Linked DNA regions of Dromaius novaehollandiae: region 1 is linked to region 2. Evidence: chromatin contacts called from public Hi-C data. All regions are on one chromosome and are shown on one strand. Each heading gives the region's core, a stretch centred on a gene start, on an enhancer-like site or on the middle of the called end of the contact. The rest is flanking DNA. Distances are from core to core; before and after follow the strand shown.

What was found. A called contact is a pair of places that touch in the nucleus more often than the background predicts.
Region 1: a Hi-C map of brain shows a contact between it and region 2, with 5 times the contacts expected there. The contact joins the promoter of RIPK4 here to the enhancer-like site in region 2. A contact is called at or near these places in 3 of 4 Hi-C or Micro-C datasets (brain, liver and ovary).

The regions. Positions count from the first base shown.
Region 1 is chr1:121,354,905-121,360,124 of bDroNov1.hap1, forward strand. It overlaps RIPK4 (receptor interacting serine/threonine kinase 4), which reads right to left and starts at 3,280. Exons shown (of 8, transcript XM_026121568.2): 1 at 3,032-3,280. The coding sequence starts at 3,213. It overlaps LOC112996184 (a long non-coding RNA gene), which reads left to right and starts at 3,322. Exons shown (of 3, transcript XR_010392758.1): 1 at 3,322-4,030; 2 at 4,237-4,341; 3 at 4,442-4,908.
Region 2 is chr1:121,290,360-121,295,886 of bDroNov1.hap1, forward strand. No RefSeq gene overlaps it. Among named protein-coding and RNA genes, the nearest start is that of TMPRSS2, 25 kb to the left of the region's middle. Within about 2 kb of position 4,107, at least 2 of the 2 cell types and tissues checked have open chromatin away from gene starts, as enhancers often do.

The sequences.
Region 1 (5,220 bases), core at 2,030-4,529, 64 kb after region 2:
AACAGCTTTTGAATATCTCCAAGGATGGAGACTCCACAGGCTCTCCGGGGAACCTGTTCCAGTGCTCAGTCACCCTCACAGTAAAAAAGTTTTTCCTTATGTTCAGACGGTGCTTTCTGTGTTTCAGTTTGTGCCCACTGCCTCTCGTCCTGTCGCTAGGCACCACTGAAAAGAGTCTCACCCCATCTCTTTACACCCTCCCATCAGATATTTATGCACGTTGATAAGATCCCCCCTCAGTCTTCTCTTCTCCAGGCTAAACAGGCCCAGCTCTCTCAACCTTTCCTCACAGGAGAGATGCTGCAGTCCCTTAATCATCTTAGTGGCCCTTCTCTGGACACGCTCCAGTAGCTCCATGTTTCTCTTGTATTGGGGAGCCCAGAACTGGACACAGCACCCCAGATGTGGCCTCACCAGGGCTGAGTAGAGGGGAAGGATCACCTCCCTTGACCAGCTGAGAATGTTCTTCCTAATGCAGCCCAGGATACCTTTGGCCTTCTTGGCCAAAAGAGCACGTTGCTAGCCCATGTTTAGCTTGTCCACCAGGACTCCCAGGTCCTTCTCTGCAGAGCTGCTTTCAAGCCTGTTACCACAGTGTTTACTGGTGCATGGGGTTATCTCTCCCTAAGTGCAGGACTCTGCACTTCCCTTTACTGAACGTCCTGAGGTTCTTCTCTGCCCACCGTTTGCCTCAGACTCTAAAAATTAACTTTTGGGTACATTTTCTGCAAACTTCCAAGAAAAACAGAAGCAGCAGAGGATCAAGTATGTGAACGGGACCTATTTTATAATATTTGTCTTCAATATGAATTTATACGTTAAATAAATTTGATTTATATCAGCTTTGAGGCACAGTGTCTACTTTGGGGGGAAAAATATCATTTCTAAACATATTCTGCAAATGAAAAGTGTAGTAAATGTTCTGGCTTATTTTTAAGAGGCATTTTCATTTTAACTGAAAAAAATAGTTCACTACAGTAATTTTTGGATAGGTCTCAATAACTGTCATCTGAAATCTACTTTGAAGCTTTAAGAAAGTTAGGAGGGCTTGCAAGTTACCCAAAACACTCTCTACAAATTTGACATCTTTTCCATTTTGTTCACAGACAGCCCAGTCACCCTGTGTATGTATGAAACTCTCCCTTCTCTCTTTTAAAGAGGAAACATTTCATCTCACCTGCTCTGTTACATCAACCATGCCTACAGCAAAGCCAGCAATTCAGGTAATGGGCAAGAGGTTCCCCTACCCTAGTAAACTTGCAGAGGTCAGACTTATAACCATTTTCAGTCCTAGGACCAACTTATCTTCTCCTCTTGCAGGAACTGCAACAAGGGAAACCTTTTGTGACCAAACCATCCCACATCCCACTCCAAAAATGCACTGCAGAATCGGCTTGAGAGTTGGCAGAGTCCACAGAGATCCAGGTGGAACTGGAAGGGCTCCATGAACACGACCTGGACACGTTCACTTCCCTCCACACAAACGCTGACCTGCAGGGAGGTTGCTACTCTCCTTTGAAACAGACAGATGCTTCTAAAGATGCCTCTGATGACCTTCCTCTCCTAGGAAAGGGCAGACCCCCCCCCAATAGGCCCCATCACATGCAGACCACGCGGCACAGCGTAGCTGACTGTCCTGTCTCCACTGTGCGCCATGGCTAGCTGCAGAGGGAGACAAGCTGAAAGAGGTTCTCACCATGGAGTATCTTTACCAGCAGCATGAAATACAGCTCCACACAAGACTACCCAGTGAAGATATGTTCAGCACAGGTGGCAGGGAGAAACACTGGCCCTGAACTGAAGCCAGAAAACATCTCTCCTGGCAAGTCTCCTTTCAGCACCTGGTCCTGAAAGACAGCACAGCCCGGGGCTGCGGAGCGCACCAACCACTCCCCATCGCCGCAGGACTTGCCCCACCGCTCACCACCCCCATCCACCACACCGGAGTCTCAGCATGAAAGGGTGACTGCAAATGCAAGGTAAAGGGCTCGCTTTCCCCATGGCAGGGAGCTCGCTGCGGTGGGACACCACAGGCCTGAGGAACCCCCAGATCCCATCCTGCATTTTCACTCCTTCGATGGACTCGGGAGCCGCAGCAGGCGCAACGCTTTCGCACAAGCCGATACATGCACAACCAGGGCAGGGCGAAATGCTTCCCGAACAGCTCTGAGGAAGCAGGCAAGACCTCTGCTGCAGCGGAGCGGTGGCTGTTTCCAACCCGCTTCCAGTGGCTAAGCAACACAGTTGATCCTTGAGGGTGGCCAGCCCCAATATGCACAATATAACTAAAGGTGTGGGTCTGGGCTTCACTTCAGTGTGACAAAGGGCACGTTTGCCTCGGGAATATTTAATTGCGGGGCTGTCTTTGTTGCGTTTAGTCACACTTCATACGCGTTGCTGTCAGTAAACAGGGCTACAAGACAGGCTGCAGCTACAGTGCGCCTGCCTCATTTGCGTGGGGCTGGGTTGGCTTGTTGTTTTTCAAGTGTACTCCTAAGATCTGTGACTCTGGGCTACATCGCTTGTTTTGTTTCTTAAAAATAAAGTTGCATCGGCAGGGCAAGCAGTACTGTAACCTAGTTTGGCCTCAGAAGTGTTTGAACTGCTCTCAGGTGCAATTACCCACATTTGCATGCCTTCTGTAAGCTGAGCCAAAAAAAAGGAAAACAAAAAACAAAAAAATCCCTGAGCTCTTTAGTTCTCCCCCCAAAGCGGAGGCAGACAAGTCGTGTCATATTAACTTGCTCCGTGTTTCACCGCGCTGCACTGAACCCGCCAACACACACGTCTCCGGCTACTCGGGCACGTGAAAGCGCTATGTTTTGGTTACCGCAAGCCTGAGACGTGCAGCAGGGCAACCCGTGAGCGCTGCTGCAGGACAGCTCGGGGGCAGCCGGGATCCTCCCCGCACGCCGCCACTCTGCGAGCGCCCCTGCGCGCGCACGAGGCTGCTCCGAGCCCGGCCCCGCCGCCGGGCGGCGAAGCCCACGCCGCCGCTGACAGCCCCGGCCCGGCCCGGCCCATCCCTTACTTCTCGTCCACATGGAGGCTGGGCGAGCACTTGATGGCGAGCCACGTCTTCCAGTGGAGGTGCCGCACTTTGTACACCTGCCCGAAGCCGCCCGAGCCGATCTTCTCCCAGCTGCCGAACTCGCCCTCCTCGAAGGCTCTCAGCAGCCCCACGGCCCAGGGGGACCCGCTCTCCCGCGCCATGCCGCCCCGCCGCACGGCACGGCACAGGCCGCCACAGCACAGCCCGGCTCGGCTCGGCGCAGCACTGCACAGCGCCGCCGCCCCACCGCGGCCCAGGTGAGTCAGGCGCGCCCGGGGGCGGGGCGGGGCGTGACGACACTTCCTGGGCCACCGCCCGGGCCGCGCCGCGGCGAGGCGGCGGCGGCGGTTGTTGTCGCGCTGCCACCCGCGGCGGGCGGTTCGCGGCTTCCGCAGCCTAATGCTGTGGGTAGCGGTGCAGGTGCGCTGCTGGGGGATCGCTCTTACTAAAGTGAGGGTTTGATTTGGTTGAGCTCAGGAATATACATACATACATATATATATATAAAATATATTTTTATATATATATATATGTATATTTAAGACTGTATAGTGTTTAATCAGCATGGGTTAAGAGCCGAACTATGTATTTGTATGTGTATGTGCCCAAATCCAGCAACAGTGCAGTTTGTGTACTTTGGCACGCTGCCAACTGTACATTGACCAACTGCCCATCTAAGCATGAATGTATGCTTCTGCGAAATCCGTCCTTGCGTTTCGCGGAGGCAAACTCTGATTAACAGCAAGCAGGAGTGTTGGCTGCATAAAGACTGAATGCTACTAAGAAAAATCCAAAATGCGGGGTGCAGCAAGTTCCTCCGGGCGCACTCAGACCCAGCTGGGTCTGTACACGGCCTCTGGATCCTCCTGCTCTGCAGTCACATGAGGACTCGCTGGGAGTGGACCCAGACAAGCCAGGGACAGCATCCTAGAGGACTTCACACAGGACACATTCTCCTTCGCCCAGGTGCTCCAGGAGGTACAGTAAAAACACAGAAAAGTGTCCCAGAGAGACACTTTACTCAGCAAGTAGGATCTCCCCCGAGACAGAGGAGGCTTTAGGGCCCAGTCCTTGCTTTACACAATATACATTAAATAACAGAGCAAGGGCAGCTCTCCCCTCTCCCAGGGAAGCTCTCCAGTGGCCCCCTTCACACAGCCTCTTCCCATTTTCCATGTAAACAGAGCAGGGATCCCGGTGCCAGAGCAGCCCCAAAGGCTGGTGACTGCGGTGCTCTCCTTGGAGCACAACATGTCTGTCCTCCTCAGGCAAAAGCAATGGAGCTGAAGGCAAGTGCTCCACATGCTGGGTGAGCTGTAACAATCAAGCTATTAAATAAAAGGGGAGGGAAGCATCAACAACCACATTCATTCCTTTTCCTTCAAACAGGGCCAGCTCTGGGAACCCCAGCTGAGCTGCATCCCTCTGGCAAAGGACGGAGAAACCCTTAATCTGCACATCCTGCTCAGCTCTAGGAGACAGAGGGCAAGCGCTCAGCGTTGTGAAGACCAGAGTCTTTCTGGGCATGCTCTGAAGCCACGTTTTGGGGCTCCGGAAAACCATACTGCCAAAAACTGATGTGTCTATGGTTTTCAGTTGCCCTTGGGATTAGGAGTTTCGCTCATCACAGCTGTAGATTTCAATGTCTGAATCCTTTTATGGTTCTAGTAGCAGCTACCATAGGACTTGGATAAAGGGATAAGAAGCCTTAATCTGTCACTGAGATACGGCACTTGAAAAGAAGTCCTCTGCAACCTTTGGTATGTAACATAATGGTAAAGAGACTGTATTGCTATCTGCATCATGACCTATCATGCACACGTATCATGCCTTAATAAAGCTCATTTTAAAAATGAGTATCAGACTCAAGTTTACTTTCTAGGCCATTAGGGTGTGATCATTTAGTCTGGCAAGTTAAACAACAGAGGACAATGCTAAGTGTTTTATAGCTAAGATAGCAGTAGTCTCTCTTTTTTGTCTTTGCAAAGATCCATTTAGAAAAAATCTATAGAAGCATTTATTTTAATTACTTTAAAAAGACTTGGGACATCAAGTCTGTTCCCAGGGCTTTATTCCACATGGAATTGTTCCTGCTTAACCTATTCTGGATTCAGCTGAACACTTCTTTATTCTGAAATGTCTGTATGTAAATAAATCAGGAATAAGAA
Region 2 (5,527 bases), core at 2,857-5,356:
ATGAGTGTAAACAAGCTTAGGGCCATTATATGGCAAATTAAGAAATAGTTTTAATACTGTTTTTCATTTCTTGATCATCTGGCTGTTTGTAATTTACAGATAATACTTGTTACCCCAGGTAACAATTACTTTGCTATTTCACCTCATAATTAGTATTCATATTAACCATACAAATTTTGTATTTTAAGGTATTTGAATTGTAGGGGAATAGCACTGTGTAAGAAAAAGCACATGGAGACGAAGTTTGACATTAAGCTAAATTGACTAAATAACTACTAAAAACCGGAGCACCCATATCTTCCTTGGCTTGGGAATGACTTTGAAAGCACATTGCTAAGCACAAAGGCAAAGGGAAAAAGGGGAAGAGTAAGGCCTCTATCTAAGAGTGAGACCAAGTATCCATTAAATCAGCAAAGGTCTAATGCCATACCAGCCTACTAATGGAGAGGAAGAGGAGTGCTAGCAATAACTACTGGTGCAAGGAACACCATGGAATCAGCCACATTGATATTCCGTGCTACCAATACATGACAAAAAGCCATGCTCTGCTCTTCCCATGTGTCTGACCGTAGCAAAGAGACAGACCACCTAATCTGCAACTCTGCTCCTCTCTCTGACATTCAGTTCTGTGAACCTGGGCACGTCATTTAACTATTTTGTAAAATAAAGTCAATTAGATTTTCCTGCCAACTGCTAATTATATTGTAGGGGTTTGTGAAGCACGCTGTGGGAGCATCTAGAAGTAGAATGGCAAAAAATTTCCAGTGTAGTCCCTAATTCTCAACATCCATCTCCATACAGAATTTCCTAAATCAGCTGATTCTATGAAAAATTGTGACTGATCAAGATGTTTGACAGTGATTTTCATCAATTACTGAAAAGAGCATCAGGCCCTCTGTACTTATGTATGTGTCACCACTAAAGCTCTAGAGAAACATGCTGGTTCAGAACTCCTCTCCAGTTTGTGGTAAAGCCTGCACGTATATCCTCAGCCTACACACTCCAGATCATCCACATGATCCTTCTTCAGCCATGGCCCCTCCTAATCCATCTTGCAGTCATGAAATGCAAAATGCATTTGAACATTCTCCTTATTTTGTGTTCCAGTTACCCATTATTATTCACTTTGGAGAGTTCTTAGTAATTTTCAGTTCCTTATCTGTAGAATTGGAAGCCACTTGAGAACTAGACCAGCAGAAGAAAAGATCCTGAGTGTGAATTAACCTGGGGGAGAGGAATACTTCCCATGCAATTAGCCACAACATTTATATTACTGTTAATGGAAATTCCACAGCTGCTTCTCAGTGTACTGCACTGAAAATGAACTCTAAGTCATAAATGAGCTTGTTCAAAAAGAAATGTCCCTGGATATGTACATAAATTCCCTTCTACCTTGGCAAACACAGCTATTTGACTGCTTTCAGTCAGATTTAAGGAGGTGACTTTCCATTGACCTGTTCCCCCCAAGTAAGATCATGAAATGTTTGTTAGATTTAACATACGCTAGACATTGGCCACTACATCAACACCGAGGCAGGAACTGTCACCTTTGTCACTTGCTTATTCAAAGAAAGAAATCACCATTCTATGGTAGACTGAAGGATTTGCAGCAACTAATTTGGGAGAAGTAAGGGGAAGGGGCTAGAGAACAAGACAAAGGAGTGAGGTATGCAAAAAGTGACTCTGATTTGCACAAGGGATCAGATAATCAAACCCCACATCTTCTCAGGATTAAAAATAGTGCAGAAATCTTAGGCTGCAGCCACATCTTGCCTTTGTTGGAGGAGTTCTGCTTGAGAAACTCCTTTCCTGTCTTTGGCTGCTCATTCCTTGGCCACAGCATGTGCTGCCTCCTCTGTTCAGATGTCAGCATGGCGCTGCCGTAAACCACAACGCTGAAATGACTTGGGATAAATCTCCCAGGTTTTGTTTTGTTTTGTTTTGTTTTTCAAGCATATTTCTTTTCAGCCTGGATCATTTCAGAATGCAAACACAGACCACAAACTGTTGCACTGAGAGGAAGAACAGCAGTGAAGTGTGGCGGCTGGAGCCAACATGTTTTGCAACACTGCCCTCATCTGACTAAAAGCTAATTATCTGATGACTTAAACTCTGGAATACCTTTCACGTCAGAATTAGATAACTCATGTATTTCAATTCTGCAGGTATTGCGGAGCAAGTAGGAGAGGCTGAGAACTGGAGGCTGAGGGACATGAAACAACAGAGATTGTACAGGGAAGCAGAGGGGCAAGCAACATGTTTTGTCTGAGGGCCAGGAGAAACATTTACGGGGAGCTGAAGCTGTGCGTAAGATGGTCCTGTGGAGGAGCAGCAGATGAATTGAAAAGGGGTACGCTAAAGGAGACAGAAAGCAGAAAGAGATGTGTACGCATAACTGGATGGCTGTGAAGCAATGTAAAGAAGAAGTAAAAATAGAAAGAGAGATGGACATGGCTCCATCTCAGGTAGGTCTAGAACAGAAAGCACAATGCTGCTGCCCACAGACAGGCTGCAGCTTCTCAAACTGAGGGGGCTATTCGACCTGTCAGTACTGAAAGGTTACAGATCAAGTACTTTACCAGGCATAGCTGACTCCATTATTTGGCTAGACAAAAAACAAAACTGTTGTATGCAGCTTTTTATTGACCATTATGATGCTTGTTTATTTACAGTCTATTATTTTGAGATCACCATTCCTTGTTATCTCTCTAATTTGAACAGTGTTTAGTTCATCTTTAAGAAATGATAGGTCTCTTACTTTAGAAGATATATTTGGAAGCAGCAAGGCAGGGTGTGGTGCCACATCACACCAGTCACTTGCCACAGAAAAGTTCCAGCTGCTGATTTCTCTATTTGCACAAGCTAAGTCACATTAATATTGCATCAGGAGTGATCCAGCACAAGGAGCAGTGAGGGGAAGCAGGTTGTATCTCCACACGCTAGTTTCAACAATCCCAAAAGTTGTCTTGATTTGTTCCCCTGCTAAAAAAGGGCCCATCCAGGCCAATGCACAAGAACAAAATTGCCATGCAGCAACAATCCCCTAATTCAAGTCAATGACTTGCCCTGAAATATAGCTGAAACCACTCTCTTCTGCAGAGCCACACCTCTATAGCTCAGTGATGTGGGAAAGTTACCTGCAGCTGTGATTTTCTGAGGGCTTCCCAGCTGCTTTGCATCTCATTTTCATTGCTTGCAGAAGCAGCACAAGGTGGGAGTGAGTATTAAGTTCTCCTTTTGCTGCCTTTGTGCACATACCTGTTTTATAGAAGACAGTATGTCTCTCTGGCTAAGGGATTTGATTGCTGTAGCTTCCTGATAACAGCTCTTTCAGCAGAGGTCCTGTCTCTGAGGGCTATGAGGTAACAGGTGAGAGTGAAAACAGGGTGTGTTTTTTCTCTTTCTTATTTGGTCTTGCCTTTAGTCTTTACATCACAAGCCTGCTCATGGACACTCTGTTTTGAAAGCAAAAGGGAGAAATATAACATCTTGGGGTTGCGTTTTGCATTAGTAAAAGGCAATTCCTTGGTTTTGCTGCTCCTGCGTGAAGCAAATTTAACACCACCTGTGAGAAGTGGATGTGAAATTTGATGAAAGAATGGTTACTGCACTAGCGTAAGGCAAAGTGGAGTAATAAACAGAAATGCTTTGTATGGATGTACTGGAGCTTCAAACGCCAACCATCCTAGTACTGCTTGATTTGTCCAGGCAAGGCCCCTGGCTGGAAAGTGTGATGGTGTTGCTGTAGGGATGCGTCCGAGTATGGTGGTCTGTGCCCCTCGTCTGCCGTATTTAAACAGAAATCCCCATTTCCTGAAGAAGAATTTCGTTTTGAACTGCATAGGACAGAATGGTGGGACCTTCAGTGTAACGACTTGCTGATGCTGTCCGCTTGGGTCTGTGTGGGTGTTTGTTTGTTTTGTGTTTTTAAGGGGGGGTGAGGTAGGTCCCGTCGTACCGGGCTGTATTTGGGCCTCCGCGGCGCCAGGACGGCCGGCAGGGGTCGCCGCCGCCCCAGCGACGGGGCTGCGGCGGGAAGCGGGGCGCGGCCCGGCCCGGCCCCTCGCGGAGGAGAGGGGAACTGCGTCAGCCCAACAGCCTCGGGGTTTGAAAACGGGGGGCGGGAGGAGAGGGACGTTACAGGCCTTGGCGGTGCCCCAGGGAGAGGAGCAGGAAGAGGAGGAGGTTAGCGGGTGGGCGGGTCGGGTCGCGCGCTCCTCTGTAGCTAGAGGAGGCTAAATAAACATCGTGTATGTGTTTCTGGCTAGATGATAAGTGTCTTTTTTCACCTTGAAATGGGCTTGACTCCAGTGACTGCATCATAAGGCATCCAGCTATATGAATATGATGGCAAGGTAATTTGGCCAGTAAATCGGGGGCCCTTTCTTCTCCCCCAGGAACCACTTCCCAAAGCTTTGTCAAATAACAGATGAGCTTTGCTCATCTTGTTTGAGGGTTATTTTTGTGAGGAATGTGCCGTGAGATAAATATAAATACTACTGTAAAGTGTGTTGGGAGAGGGGAAGAAAACAAGAGTGTGTGATTTACATTTCTTAGCGCTTTTCTCAAAGTGATCTAACTGCCCTGAAGTGTTGCACAAAGGCTGCTGCCCTCAGAGGGATGGATGATGGTGTTGGACCAATCATGCTTTCTGCTACAGCAAATTAGGTCTACACAGTTGGAGCACAGCAGCCAATGGAAAAAGGATCTGGTTTTAGCAGAAATCAGAGGGCCCAGGAGGAGTCTGGCTGTCTAATTAAGAGAGAAGTGTTGTCACCTGTCATTATTCCATGTGGAGGAATATGGAGGAATCTCCTTTGGGATATATGCTTTTGTTTAATTAAAAAAAATGCTTAGAGCTGCAGATTTCACCTAAATCTTGAGCTGCGTGCATGAGTTTTTGGTTCAGAGCGATAAGAAAAGTCCCTTTGCTGTTGCGTAGAGTTCAGGGGTGTTCAAGGGCTTTCTGGAGCTCATCCAGTGTCCATCATGTGTTGCCTAACAACAACTGAGGACTGTCTTGTGTAAGTGAGACTTAAAAAAAAAAAAAAAAAAAAAAAAAAAAAAAAAAAAAAAAAAAAGGGGGGGGGGGGGGGGGTTTCCAGGGGCTTTAGTGCTGTCAAATTGGGGTCATCCCATTTGGGCTGCTGGAGCAAATGGTGGTCTGGACTTCAGCTGCATAGTGTTTGCTGTCTTTTTCTTTAACTTTTTTGTTTAAAATGGTATGTATTGGGAAACATAAAATCAGTTGCAAGAAGGATTATTGGAATGTGGATGTTGCATGCTTTCCACAAATATTTGTCATTAAATGTCTGGCGTTAATATGTGACTGCTTAACAAGGAAATGGAATATTGAAACTATTTCCCCCCCCCCCCCCCCCCAAATGAACACAACACTGAGATTTTAATTGCACCTCATTCAGGAAGTTCATGGCTGAGAATTCCCCTTAAGACTGAGTTCCATTTTGAGAGCCTGATTCTGATTTGACCTGGTTTGTTCATTTGGGTTTTATGCACTGAAATCATG